Regions from separate parts of the Hordeum vulgare genome. Here region 2 is linked to region 1. The links are chromatin contacts, called in public Hi-C maps. All regions are on one chromosome and are shown on one strand. The core of a region is the stretch at or near the end of the contact, and the rest is flanking DNA. Distances in the headings are between cores, read along the strand shown.

Region 1 (5,850 bases), core at 1,375-3,874:
CATATCGACTTTGATGAACTCTTCCAGATGTACAATGGCGACGCCCTCGACAAATCGCTTATGAGTTGCTATTGTCTGTAAGTTTTTCAATTCGTTGTCTACATATAACTTGTTTAGTTATTTCAATTCATTGTCTATATATAACTTGTACTCTATTATGCAGAATGAAGATTCTGGATTGTAAAAGCAAGAACATCCTAAATATTGGGTTTATTGACCCAAATAATACATATAGCGACGCTAACTGATAAACCCAAGGAGATGGAGGAAAACCTTCTAAGGTTTCTAATAAATCAAAATTTCTGTGACCACATACTGTTTCCATACAACTTCAGGTGAGGGTCTTTACTCTGTTGTGTCCATTCATTTATAATTGTAATTGATAAGTTACTGACACACACACACACACACACATATATATATATATATACATGTGCAGCTTTCATTGGATTCTGTTGGACATTCAAATTGATAAGGGAAGTGTTGATGCCTTCGACCCATTATCGAGACCCTTGGAATAGTTCCAAAGCCTGCAGGACATGCTCCAAGGGTAATTTCAATCGTTCTTGCGCTCTATCGGTCTCTTTCGATGATTTTCTGATATATCAATTAATGAAAAACTTAGCAAATCATTATCCTTGTCGGGCAGGGTTTGGAAGCGGTTCAAGTGCGTGACTCCCGGTAACTTTCCTGAGAAGCTGACCTTTAGAGCGGCTCAGGTAAGTAGTAGTATGATATACTTCTATTTCAATACATTTATGATGCTAGATTATTATTTTGATTATATATATTCTATTCTCGTAAAGTGCGACCAGCAGCCACGGGGAACGCATCTATGCGGATACTATGTTTGCGAGACCATTCGCACGTTTACCTCTGAGCACAAGGATCACAGATTCGATGTAAGCAATGAACATTCACACCTCTATTTTTACCCGTCATTCTTTGTTATCATGATTGATATTCATATTCATCTCCTTTTCTTATATAGCACACGGCCATGAGGACGAAGGTCCTACCAGAGCAACGCGCGATTGCTGTTGCAGAGGAGCTTGCGGGATTTCTGAGGACGGAAGCTATAGATGACAAAGGACGATTTAGTGTAGCTAGGGGCCATTACTGATGTTCGTCCATGTAATCGAATAGACAGGCTCTAGTCCCGATAATTCAGATCTCCATATAATTGTATATATATGCTCGCTTGTAAGATAAGTTAATCTTATATATATATATATATATATGCATAATTATTTTTATTTAAATTATATGAAAACTAATTCCCGAACACCAAACGAGGCATCACGTTAATCTCCCGAACACCTAAACCCTAAAACCCTAAAACCCAAAAATAATTTCATTAAAAAAAACCCAAAAATAAGCAAAATCTGAAACTCTTTAGTTCCGGTCCGTGTAACGAACCGGGACTAAAGGTCCTGCCCCTGGGGCGCTACGAGGCGCCCACGTGGAGCACCTTTAGTCCAGGCTTGTAACAGGGTCGGGACTAAAGGTTAGGCCTTTAGTCCCGCCCCTTTAGTCCCGGTTGATGAACCGGGACTAAAGCCCCTTACGGGCCGGGGCTAAAGGCCCCGTCCCCACTAGTGTTACGAATATAAGATGGACACTTCAATGGCTCATTTAGTAAAGAATTACACCCAAAAAGATGTATAACTATTTGTGTTTTTGTATTGTAATTAATAAATTGGTGTATTTTCATTATTCGTATACTGCATAGATCAGCTAATAACTTGGTGTGTGTTTTCTGTGCCACATCATAGTTTTTCTCACACGTCCTGGTCCTGCCACGTCAAAGCACATGCACTATTTGCGCGCGCTTACAAATCCACGAATATATATATATGGATCGAGGAACACTTGTGAGGGTCACAAGCAATGAATGAGATAACAACAAAGGCCATAAAACCACCGGACATATGAACAAAATATTGAGTTGAAATTTAAGAACCATAAAATGATCCTCTTTATTAATTAGTAAAGCAAATGTTGAGCAACGGGAGCTCACATATGCATATATATATGTGCATGCCACACATCCATGGACGGAGCATGCATGCTTATTCATTCATGAGCGACGGATCTATCTTTATATGTCCAAACCGAGGCAGTATGGGGCGTTGTGAACGGTCAGAACGTTGCATTGCCCCGGCGTAACGAGTACCTTGGCGAAGTCCCTCTGGGGCTCCTTGGGGCATCCGGGAAGGTCCTTGAGCACGCTCCAATCGGGGTGAGACCTCCGCCCTATGAAGTAGCGCACCGCCTCGCAGCGGCAGTGCTGCGGAGCCTCGTCAAGCTCCTGGCAGCACCGATCCTTTGGGGTGTCACCTGGCTCAGTGGATACCGGCGACCCGGCGATGCTGACGCCGCAGGTCTGTTGTGCGACATACTCCCGGCAGCCTTCAAGCGGATTGCTCGGAAGACCCATCCCCGCGTAGCAATATTGACCTGTGGCTGCGGCGGCGGCAAAGACGGAGGCCAGGACTGCGGCCAAGAGGAGGGGGGTGATGCTGGACTTGGACGCCATATTATTCTTTCTAGCTTGGTCCGGTTTCTTGCCTGTGGCTGTAAGCAATGCCGGCCACACTTGCATTGCCTGCATATATATATATATATATATATATATATACCAGAGAAAAGAGAGAGAGAGAGAGAGAGAGGAGAAGCTGCCAGCTATTAACTAAATCTGTTGTGCTATATGACGAATGTGGTGAGCTAGAGTGCACTTAATTAGTTTGTTGGAGCAGAATTTGGAGGGAAATGCAACTGGCTTTTGTGTGGAAGCATTGAGATGTTCGTAGCTGATCGGGCCTAGCTTTGCTTGTTATGGTTGATGTGGGCATCCTTTTCTTCTCTTGTCAAGTTGTCACGTTGCCGCCATGGGTGCTTAAAGTGAAACTTTTAGCTAGTTTATACGTGCAAACCTTGTTGAAACTAACAACAGAGTTTGTTCTTGCGCCGCGTGAGTAATCATGTGAAACCTTGTTGAAACTAACAACAGAGTTTGTTCTTGCGCCGCGTGAGTAATCATGTGATAATCGGACAATGCGTGTGAGTAATAACTTCGCAAAGCACTGATTTTTGAATTTAATTGCAAGTCAAGAGTATGTGCATACATAGATTGTCCATAACTCAAAACCCAGTTTCTGAAACAATGGGTCCAAGTATCCGTTTTGGTCTGAGCCAGTAACACCACAAAGGCCTAGCCCATTTCGTTTGATGTTATTTTCAAAAAAGAGGTCTTGTACCCCAATATATTGAACTCCGCGGTCTTGTACCCCTTAAGATTTTTCTTCCAAACAGTTTGGAAAAGTTGTTGTAGTGAAAAATCCACAGTGTGAATTAGAGAGGGGCTAACTTATGTACTACTAGTCTTTTCGGCGAAAAAATGTATGTACTAGTCACTCACTCATCTTAGTTATGAGGCAACGTTTAAACAAAAATCGATAAAAATGAGTCTAGGGGCAACTTTTACAGATTGCCCAAAAATTGAGCCTTTATATTGGCTTCAAAGGGGCTCTTTAAAAATACCCACTCCGTTCCTAAATATAGCGTGTATTATATATGGAGCTTCTGGAGGATCTCCCTCGTCCCAAGTTCGTTCATCGTTCACGGCTTCACACGGTAAGCAAGTTCGTGCAGGTGTACAGGTGACATTGTCGTTACTTTGGTATAATTGCAAATTTGGTTTTCTTAAAATTATGACCACGAAAAAGGTCAATCTTAGAGATTTTATTGTATTCAAGAAAAATTCTTAGTTGTAGAAGTTATCGTACTCCAGTTTGAAAGCTGGCATCGCAAGTGAGCATGATGCAACAAAATTAAGACCTTTGACATTTTTCTTCTTCTTTTGACATATAAAAATGTCGCGCAGTCATGCCCATCTGCCAATTTTTTTTTCTTTGTGGGATAATAGATCCATCTCTATGCATATTGTGCGAGAATATAGAATAAGCCTGGTGTACCCACTTCCCCAAAAATAGCTAAAAAACTGTATCTGTAAGGTGTGAAAATGGCACAAAAATCACGCACATATAAACTGGTTCGTCCGGATAAATCATGCGACAATTATTTAGCAAAATGGTAAAAAGAAAAAATGTCGACGCCTGAGAGATTCGAACTCTCGCGGGCAGAGCCCATGTACTTAGCAGGCACACGCCTTAACCACTCGGCCAAAGCGTCGTTGTTGTAAGGATTCGCACATAAAACCACTCAACATAACGTAGCAATCATGTCATTTAGGAGTGTTTTCTTTGGCTATCAATTGCTTTTCGAGAACTATTACAATTCATTTTGGCTTCCACATGATATGACAAAACCTCCCGTCTACACATCAGGCTGAGGAAGCAAAGCGATGGCTTCCCTCGGTCGATTGAAAAAAAAAAAACTGACCACTTTGCACGGTCTCTTCACGAGGGCCATCGCTTGACTCCTGGTCACTCGCCAGCCACAGAGCCACTTCTGCAAATCTCAGACGCTACAGCTAGCTAGCTGCCTTGTGGCAGCAAGCAATGGACTTGCGAGCCAAGCAAGCGCACATGGCGCCGGCTGGACATACGCCATGAGCGGATGGGCCCATGAACGTGAACCACCGATGAGCACGCGTTTGCTTGGCTTGCAAGAACGTTGCCGCGTCCGGGAGGAAAACATATGGCCGCCGGCCGCCACGTGAACTCGCGTTATCCTGTCGCTGCCGCACTGATAATTCCAGCCGCTATAGGTCGGCCGGCAAGCAAGAAAGCGCCCGGAAATGGACAACGTTTCGCCGTCGATTGCTTTGCTTTTTTGTTCATTTCGAGTCGGTCGATCTAGGTTAGCCGCAACCCGCAAGCAAATGGAGAGTGCAGCTTTGGAGCCAGTGGGCAGTGGCCCTACGTACTATCCATGGGTCATGGACGCCACCTCAGAGACGATCGTCCAAGACGCAGGTCCATGTGATGAGCGAGGCTTCATTCAGATGTGGGAGCAAAGCGTGGAGGCTTGCACCACCTCCTACGCGCGCTTGCGGCTTGCGTGCAAGGCTCACGCCGCCGGAAAAGCAACTTGACGCAAGCCGCGCGCGTGCCGCCGGCCACCTCTATATATATAAACAACGACCAACCGTACACAGGACATACATACCACGTTCTCTTCGACTGTAAGCTACACACATCTTCGATCGCGTACGTACCTCAGTACGTGGTGTCGACGACGACCGCCGTCATCATCGGCGGCCAGTTGAGCTGGTTTAGTTCTTGGGGAAATGGGCAACGTGGTGGAGGCGGCGGCCGCGATCTCGCCGGAGCTCGGCGACGCGCTGGCCAAGGTGGCCGTGTTCGCGCTCGTGCAGGGGCTGGTCTACCTCATCCTGCGCAAGTCCTCGGACGTCTTCTCCACGGCCAGCGCGGCGAGGTCCCTCAGCTTCCGGCCCATGCGGAGCATGAGCGTCCGGCGCGTGCTGGCGGCCTTCTCCGACGTCCCCGTCGGCGTTCCCGACGATGCCGGCTCCTCCTTGCCGCCGCCGGCGCCGCAGACTGGTGATGCTGACCGGAGGGCAGACTAGTTGAAGTGTTCTGGTTGTGTTCAGCTAATATATGTAGCGAGTACTGCGTGCTTTCTTAGGTATGGTTATTACTAGGGATTGTTCTTAGGAAATGATTGTACGACGAGCATAAGAAAGTTTGTGCATGTACAGTAGATTGAACTGCGCAATTTGTCATTCGATTACATTTGAAACGAAATCTGCTCCTCTTTCGCAAACAAAAAAACAAAACAAAACAAAAACGTTCTTGCTCATCGGGGTCGATAGCTTTTATTTTAGGCAATGGGGGTCGATAGCTGTTGGTTTGTGTTGAGCAT
Region 2 (5,850 bases), core at 1,147-3,646, 130 kb after region 1:
GGTTCATGGATTGAGTTCCATTCCTCCAAGAGAAACATCACTCAGATCCTCCAAACATCGACCATCCATATGGTGAAGCTCATGTTGATGCCTTGTTTGATGTTTTTTCACGAATACACAAAGCTTGCGTATCATTTCATTGATAGAAGGAGAAGAAATGAGTACAAAGGGGTACAACACATGGCACGAACGCAGACATGCGTGAACATGGTGTTGGGAGCAGAGAGACATGGTATGCTCGGCCCGAGCAAAGGATACACCACAACTAAACTTACCAAATCCGGGCCAAGAGTGGCGATGCCAAACCAACGATTCCATCATTGCCCGAGCCAAAATCGGAAACACCGCGAGCGAGCAAGATGGTGCCTTCAGGAAGGAAGGCAATGCCGAGATGTCGTCACTATATGGTCCGAGGGACTCAGACCTAGGGTTACCCATGAACTCGAAGAGGGGCTCATCTCAAGGCCTTGGCACCATCTCCAAGAAGGAAACACCACCAGCGAGCACCGTCGTTGACAACACCAACAAGCCTAGTAAGGATCTTTTCCCTGGCCCGAAGTTGAGCAACCCATAGTCGCTGAATCCAGAATCATAGAGGGGAGGCCAATGCTGGTCGGAACCACCATGCGAGGAAGGGGTTAGACCAGGACTAGCATGCACCAATGTTTAAGGCGAATGCGAATTTTGTATCATGACTTTCTCGTGGGCTTTGGACCATGTGATGGAGGTAGGTATTGCGGAAGCAGTGATACCTAGATTTGGGTTCATTCTTGCAAATCAAACCAGTTGAAGTCAAGTAGTATCAATTGAAGACTTTCCGGTAGTGATTGAATCAAATGTCTAACGGTGGCCGGTGCCTCGAGAGTGTTGTGAACATTTTTTAAGAACTTTGGTGCAAGAGTTAACCAAGGTGATCTTTCAATTTTTTTCCCCAAGAGAAGCAATTCCCATACCTCATAGCTCGCAAGAAGGGCCACACTAAGACCACATGTCTCTAATTATGGAGTACTCCTGGTTAATGGTGACTCTATCCTTTTAACTCTAAATCAAACTTAAAACAATTGTTCTAAAATCAACCTATTGAATAATTTAGTTGTGCTTGTAATTGCGATGGATTCTCATAACTCATAATCCCGCATGTATCATACCCCCCTCCCCCCACCCCTAATGTTTTTTGCTGTTTTAAATGCCGACTCTACTTTCTTCTACAACATATTATAGAAAATGATAATCCTAAATCACAACCATTTTAGTGTTTTTTGGCAAAACTACCGCTCGCAACAAAAGATGACAACTTTCAAAAAATATGCATTCTCTAAGAAAAATTACATCTAAAGAATCTGGCATCCCCTAAAACTAAAAGTGCATGGAATATGATCTCGAATGCCAACCCCGGCAAGAATGTTGGCGGGCTAAGAGAGTCCATAAAATGAGCATACATAACCTCAATACATAAAATAAATAAATAAACATACACAAGAAAAGACACAATAAACCAAGGCTTATAATTTTGGAAAACACTTTGGATCAACCGACTGATTTTACCCAAAAATCAGTCGGTCGCTGGCTCCTCACGTGTCCCCCTCAGCCACCTCTTTTCTTTTCACCTTATCCCTTTCAGCGCTCTCTCCTCCACTCATTCTCCTCCTCATCTTCTTCCTCTTTTTTCATTCCATAGCAACGGTGCTGGGATGGAGTACGACGAGGGGGCAGTCGATGCTGAGTTGTAACATCACCAATGCACGGGGGTGGCGTTGCAGTGAAGCTCCGCCGACGACGCCGACGAGATGTTGAGATGGAGCCCGCGGTGTCGGTGTCGCGCTCCAATGAATCATTGCCAGAGCTGCAATCGGTTGTCGGCGTTGCGTTGGAGCACCCCCGCGCCAGTGCGACGCTGCAATGGTGTTTCACCGGCGGCGGCAAGAGCTGCGAAGCAGCGCCCCTGAGCTGCAATGCAGCTTCACCGATGGCATCGAGAGCTGCGATGCAACGCCCAAAGCTGTAATGAAGCTTCACCGGCGGCTGCAATGGAGCTTTACCAGCGGCTCCAAGATCTGCGATGCAGCGTCCAAACTGCAATGAAGCTCCACTCGCGCCGCAATGAAGCTTCATCACGATGAGCAGCCGTTGCTCGTGTTGACCAGATCCAACGTCTTTGTAGAACGCATTTAATGATTAAGAACCCGACTGATTTCCTAAAAAAATTGACGGTTGATCCATAGCAGCCGCCTATAATTTTCCAATACAGCTCCTTTTGACTAGCTTTGACCCTCCCAAGAAAAAGGCAACCTCACTAAAAACGGCTGAACAAAGAGAAATCTAAACGGACCGGCAACGATTCCGTTAATTCCGCCTGCCCGAATTCCCTAAAGCCACCCCGCCCGCGTACACGCGGTCGCCCCTTCTTCCCCTCCCAACTTCCACCGCCCCCGAAAGCTTCCTCAGAAACCATTCGCCATCTCCTCCTCCACTGTCACTGTCGCTTCCTCGCCGCCCCCGCTCGGACCACTTCCCCGCGTCTACAGCGGCCTAACTCCGGCCCGGCTCCGCGGCCGCCGCCCTGCCGTCGCGTCCCTGGGGATGAAGGGCATGTGGAAGCAGAGCGGGCTGGCGGCCATGGCGTGCGCCGACGCGGGCCAACTCAGCCAGGCCGGGCGCTCCCGCAGGCGCGGGAGGCTCGTGGTGTACGCCTTCGCGGTGGCCTTCGCCGCATTGACGGCCTACATCGCCCTCTGCTCGCCCGCGGCCCCCGCTGGCGCGGCCGGAGACGGAGCCTCTTGGTTCGACGGTGTGTACGCCTCCACGGCGCCGTACCGCTCGCAGGTCTCGACCTTCTTCTCCTCCATCTTCCCTACCAACTCGTCCGCCCCCTCGCCCGAGCCGTCTCGCCCCGACGGCGGTGGCGCGGCCAGCGGATCGAGCGAGGTGAATCGCGATGTGGATAGTAAGCAAGTCGGAAGCGGGGCAGGGAGCGGCAGTTCTGGTACGGCTGGGTCTGATAAGCAGTTGGGGAGTGGAGGTAGTGCGCCGAGCAGCAATGCCGCCGGTGCCGGTGCACCGTCGGCCGGAAATCCAGCGGGAAGTGGCACGGCCGCCGCCACGAGCGATTCTCCGATGGATAATCCTGCAACGAGTGGCGGTGCGCCGGTTAGCGGGGCAGATCGGAATAAAGGTAGTAGCCAGGCAGAGGCAGGGGGTTCTGCCGGAGAAAGAACCGTGGCGAAGGCCGACGAGGAGAGTGATGGATCCAATAAGCAGTCGGGAAGCGGAGCTCCGACAAATAATGGCGCCGCTGGAAATGTCACCGCGGTGAAGGCAGACACCAAGGATTCAGTTGATGTCTCCGGCGGTAGTTCTGCCAGAGATGGCAGCACGGTGAAGGCCGATCCTGAAATTGGGCCTGATAACCAGGCAGTGACTCCAAGCGCTGCTCCGAGCAGTGGCTCTGCTGCTGGAAATAGCACCACAGCGAAGGCTGATGGAAAGGATTCAGTTGGCGCGGCGAGCAGTGTCTCCGCCGGAATTGACACAGTAGCAAAGGCTGATCTGAATAATGAGTCTAATGCTTCGTCGGGAAGTGAAAATGGAGATGCAACCCATCAATCAGCACCAAGTGCTAGTCCAGTGAAGAGCAATGCCGAAGATGGCGGAATTCAGAGCGATAAAGCGAGTGAGTATGTGGCATCAACTAGTAATCAGACTGCGGTGGCCACGGAGAAAGGGGCTGGATCTTCAACCAAGAACCAAACCCTTGTAGCATCTCCAACTGCGACGAAACAGAATCAGACGAGTGGAGCTTCTTCTGTTGAAAGTGGTAGTGCGGTGAATAATAAGGAAGCAACTCCCCAGGTTAGTGCAGGTTCATTCAAGGATCATTCATCCCAAACAATCGCTGCAAAAGCTGGGAATCACAGCGAAGTTCTGGTCAAGGGGAATGTGACATCAACTAAACAAGCCGGTGGTGCCAGTGGAAATAAGAAGGTTGACTGGATAACGGAGATGGCCGGCTGTGACTTGTTCCATGGGAATTGGGTTCAGGACGACTCGTACCCTCTCTACCCCGGAGGATCGTGTCCTCACATCGATGAACCCTTCGACTGCCATCTCAATGGTCGCCCAGACCGAGCTTATGAGAAGCTCCGGTGGCAACCCAGTGGATGCAGCATTCCAAGGTGAGGAAGGCATACTAGACTAGCTCAATCAAATGTCAGTTAATTTATTTCATGCTTGGTGTGTAACATGCCCATTTCTGTTATTTGTTACACTAGATTGAATCCAACTGATATGTTGGAGAGGTTGAGGGGGAAAAGACTAGTTTTTGTTGGCGATTCACTCAACAGGAACATGTGGGAATCCCTGGTTTGTATACTGAGGAATTCTGTCAAGGACAAGAGGAAGGTTTTTGAGGCTTCTGGTAGGCGAGAGTTTAAGACCGAGGGCTCATACTCTTTCCTGTTCACGGTATGTATGATCTCCAATTGGACTGGCTCTACACTACTGTAATACTTTGCATCTTTTTCCATAATTAGAACATTTTTTTGTTTTTTTTTTGTTTAGGACTATAACTGCAGCGTGGAGTTCTTCCGGTCTCCTTTCCTAGTTCAAGAGTGGGAGACGCGAGTCAGCAATGGAAATAAAAAGGAAACTCTTAGGCTTGACATTGTCGAGCAATCATCACCAAAGTACAAGGACGCGGAATTCATCATTTTCAATACTGGACACTGGTGGACACATGAAAAAACTGCCCTAGGGTAACTTGTTCTTACTGGTCTCTTGTTGGACAATCATCTACACTTCATTGTTGTTGCCTAAGCACTTACTGCTATTCATTCGAATGCCTAAACACTGAACTGTTCAATGTACCACAGGAAGGACTATTACCAGGAAGGTAGTCACATATATAGTGAGTTAAATGTCGTGGACGCCTTTCATAAAGCTCTTATCACCTGGTCGAGATGGATTGATGCCAACGTAAATCCCAAGAAAACCACAGTGATGTTCAGAGGCTACTCAGCATCACATTTCAGGTGTGTATATCCTTTTTGGTCTGACTTGCCCTTGACCGAACTAATATATCGTTGTGCATCTCAATATGCAGTGGCGGGCAATGGAATTCAGGCGGCAGCTGTGACAAGGAGACTGAGCCAATAAGAAATGAGCAATACCTTTCAACCTACCCACCAAAGATGAGCATTTTGGAGGATGTGATCCATAAGATGAGAACTCCGGTTGTTTACTTGAACATAACAAGATTGACTGACTATAGAAAGGATGCACACCCCTCGATCTACCGCAAGCAACACCTGAGCGAGGAGGAGAGGAGGTCGCCAGAGAGATACCAGGACTGCAGCCACTGGTGTCTCCCTGGGGTACCGGATTCCTGGAACGAGCTGGTTTACGCCCAGCTTTTGATCAGTCAGCATCAAATGCTCCAACACTAAATGCAAGTATGAATTTTCTGGATGCTTGTATTGTGTCAAGGATAATGATCATCAAGATGATCCACGTAGATAGTGAAGCTGCCGCTGGTGAGATCTCTCGATACCCCCACACACATTCTTCATGTTGTAAAGTTCATGCCTACGCTAATCAGAAGTAAACAATAGTATAGATGAGATGATATATAGATGCTTATGTGTTTCTGGCTATGCTCAAGGATGTCACATGAAGCATTCTGATTTTGTTTTGTATAAGCTGGAAAATACGAATCACATGCTGCATAATGAAAAAGCTGTCTGACGTGGCGATACTGAAATCATGTATGGTTGTCTTCAATTGGTCTATAGATCCTATTTATTGATTGAAAAAATGATGCTCCCTCCGTTTCTAAATATAATACCTTTTAGAGAT

What was found. Hi-C and Micro-C count contacts between places; a contact is called where the count stands out from the background.
Region 2: a contact with region 1 is called in a Hi-C map of leaf, with 3 times the contacts expected there. The contact joins the promoter of LOC123410898 here to the promoter of LOC123413060 in region 1. A contact is called at or near these places in 5 of 6 Hi-C or Micro-C datasets (leaf, seedling and an unstated tissue) and 1 of 1 datasets of contacts at active chromatin or transcription factors (embryo).

What each region holds. Positions count from the first base shown.
Region 1 is chr7H:73,288,640-73,294,489 of MorexV3_pseudomolecules_assembly, forward strand. It overlaps LOC123413060 (alpha-amylase/trypsin inhibitor CMa), which reads right to left and starts at 2,625. Exons shown (of 1, transcript XM_045106007.1): 1 at 1,944-2,625. The coding sequence starts at 2,614. The coding sequence ends at 2,102. It overlaps LOC123410847, which reads left to right and starts at 5,109. Exons shown (of 1, transcript XM_045103784.1): 1 at 5,109-5,748. The coding sequence starts at 5,255. The coding sequence ends at 5,554. TRNAS-GCU (a tRNA gene) reads right to left here and starts at 4,194; the gene lies at 4,113-4,194.
Region 2 is chr7H:73,423,693-73,429,542 of MorexV3_pseudomolecules_assembly, forward strand. LOC123410898 (protein trichome birefringence-like 1) reads left to right here and starts at 2,397. Exons shown (of 5, transcript XM_045103825.1): 1 at 2,397-4,172; 2 at 4,269-4,461; 3 at 4,558-4,751; 4 at 4,869-5,027; 5 at 5,099-5,755. The coding sequence starts at 2,581. The coding sequence ends at 5,441.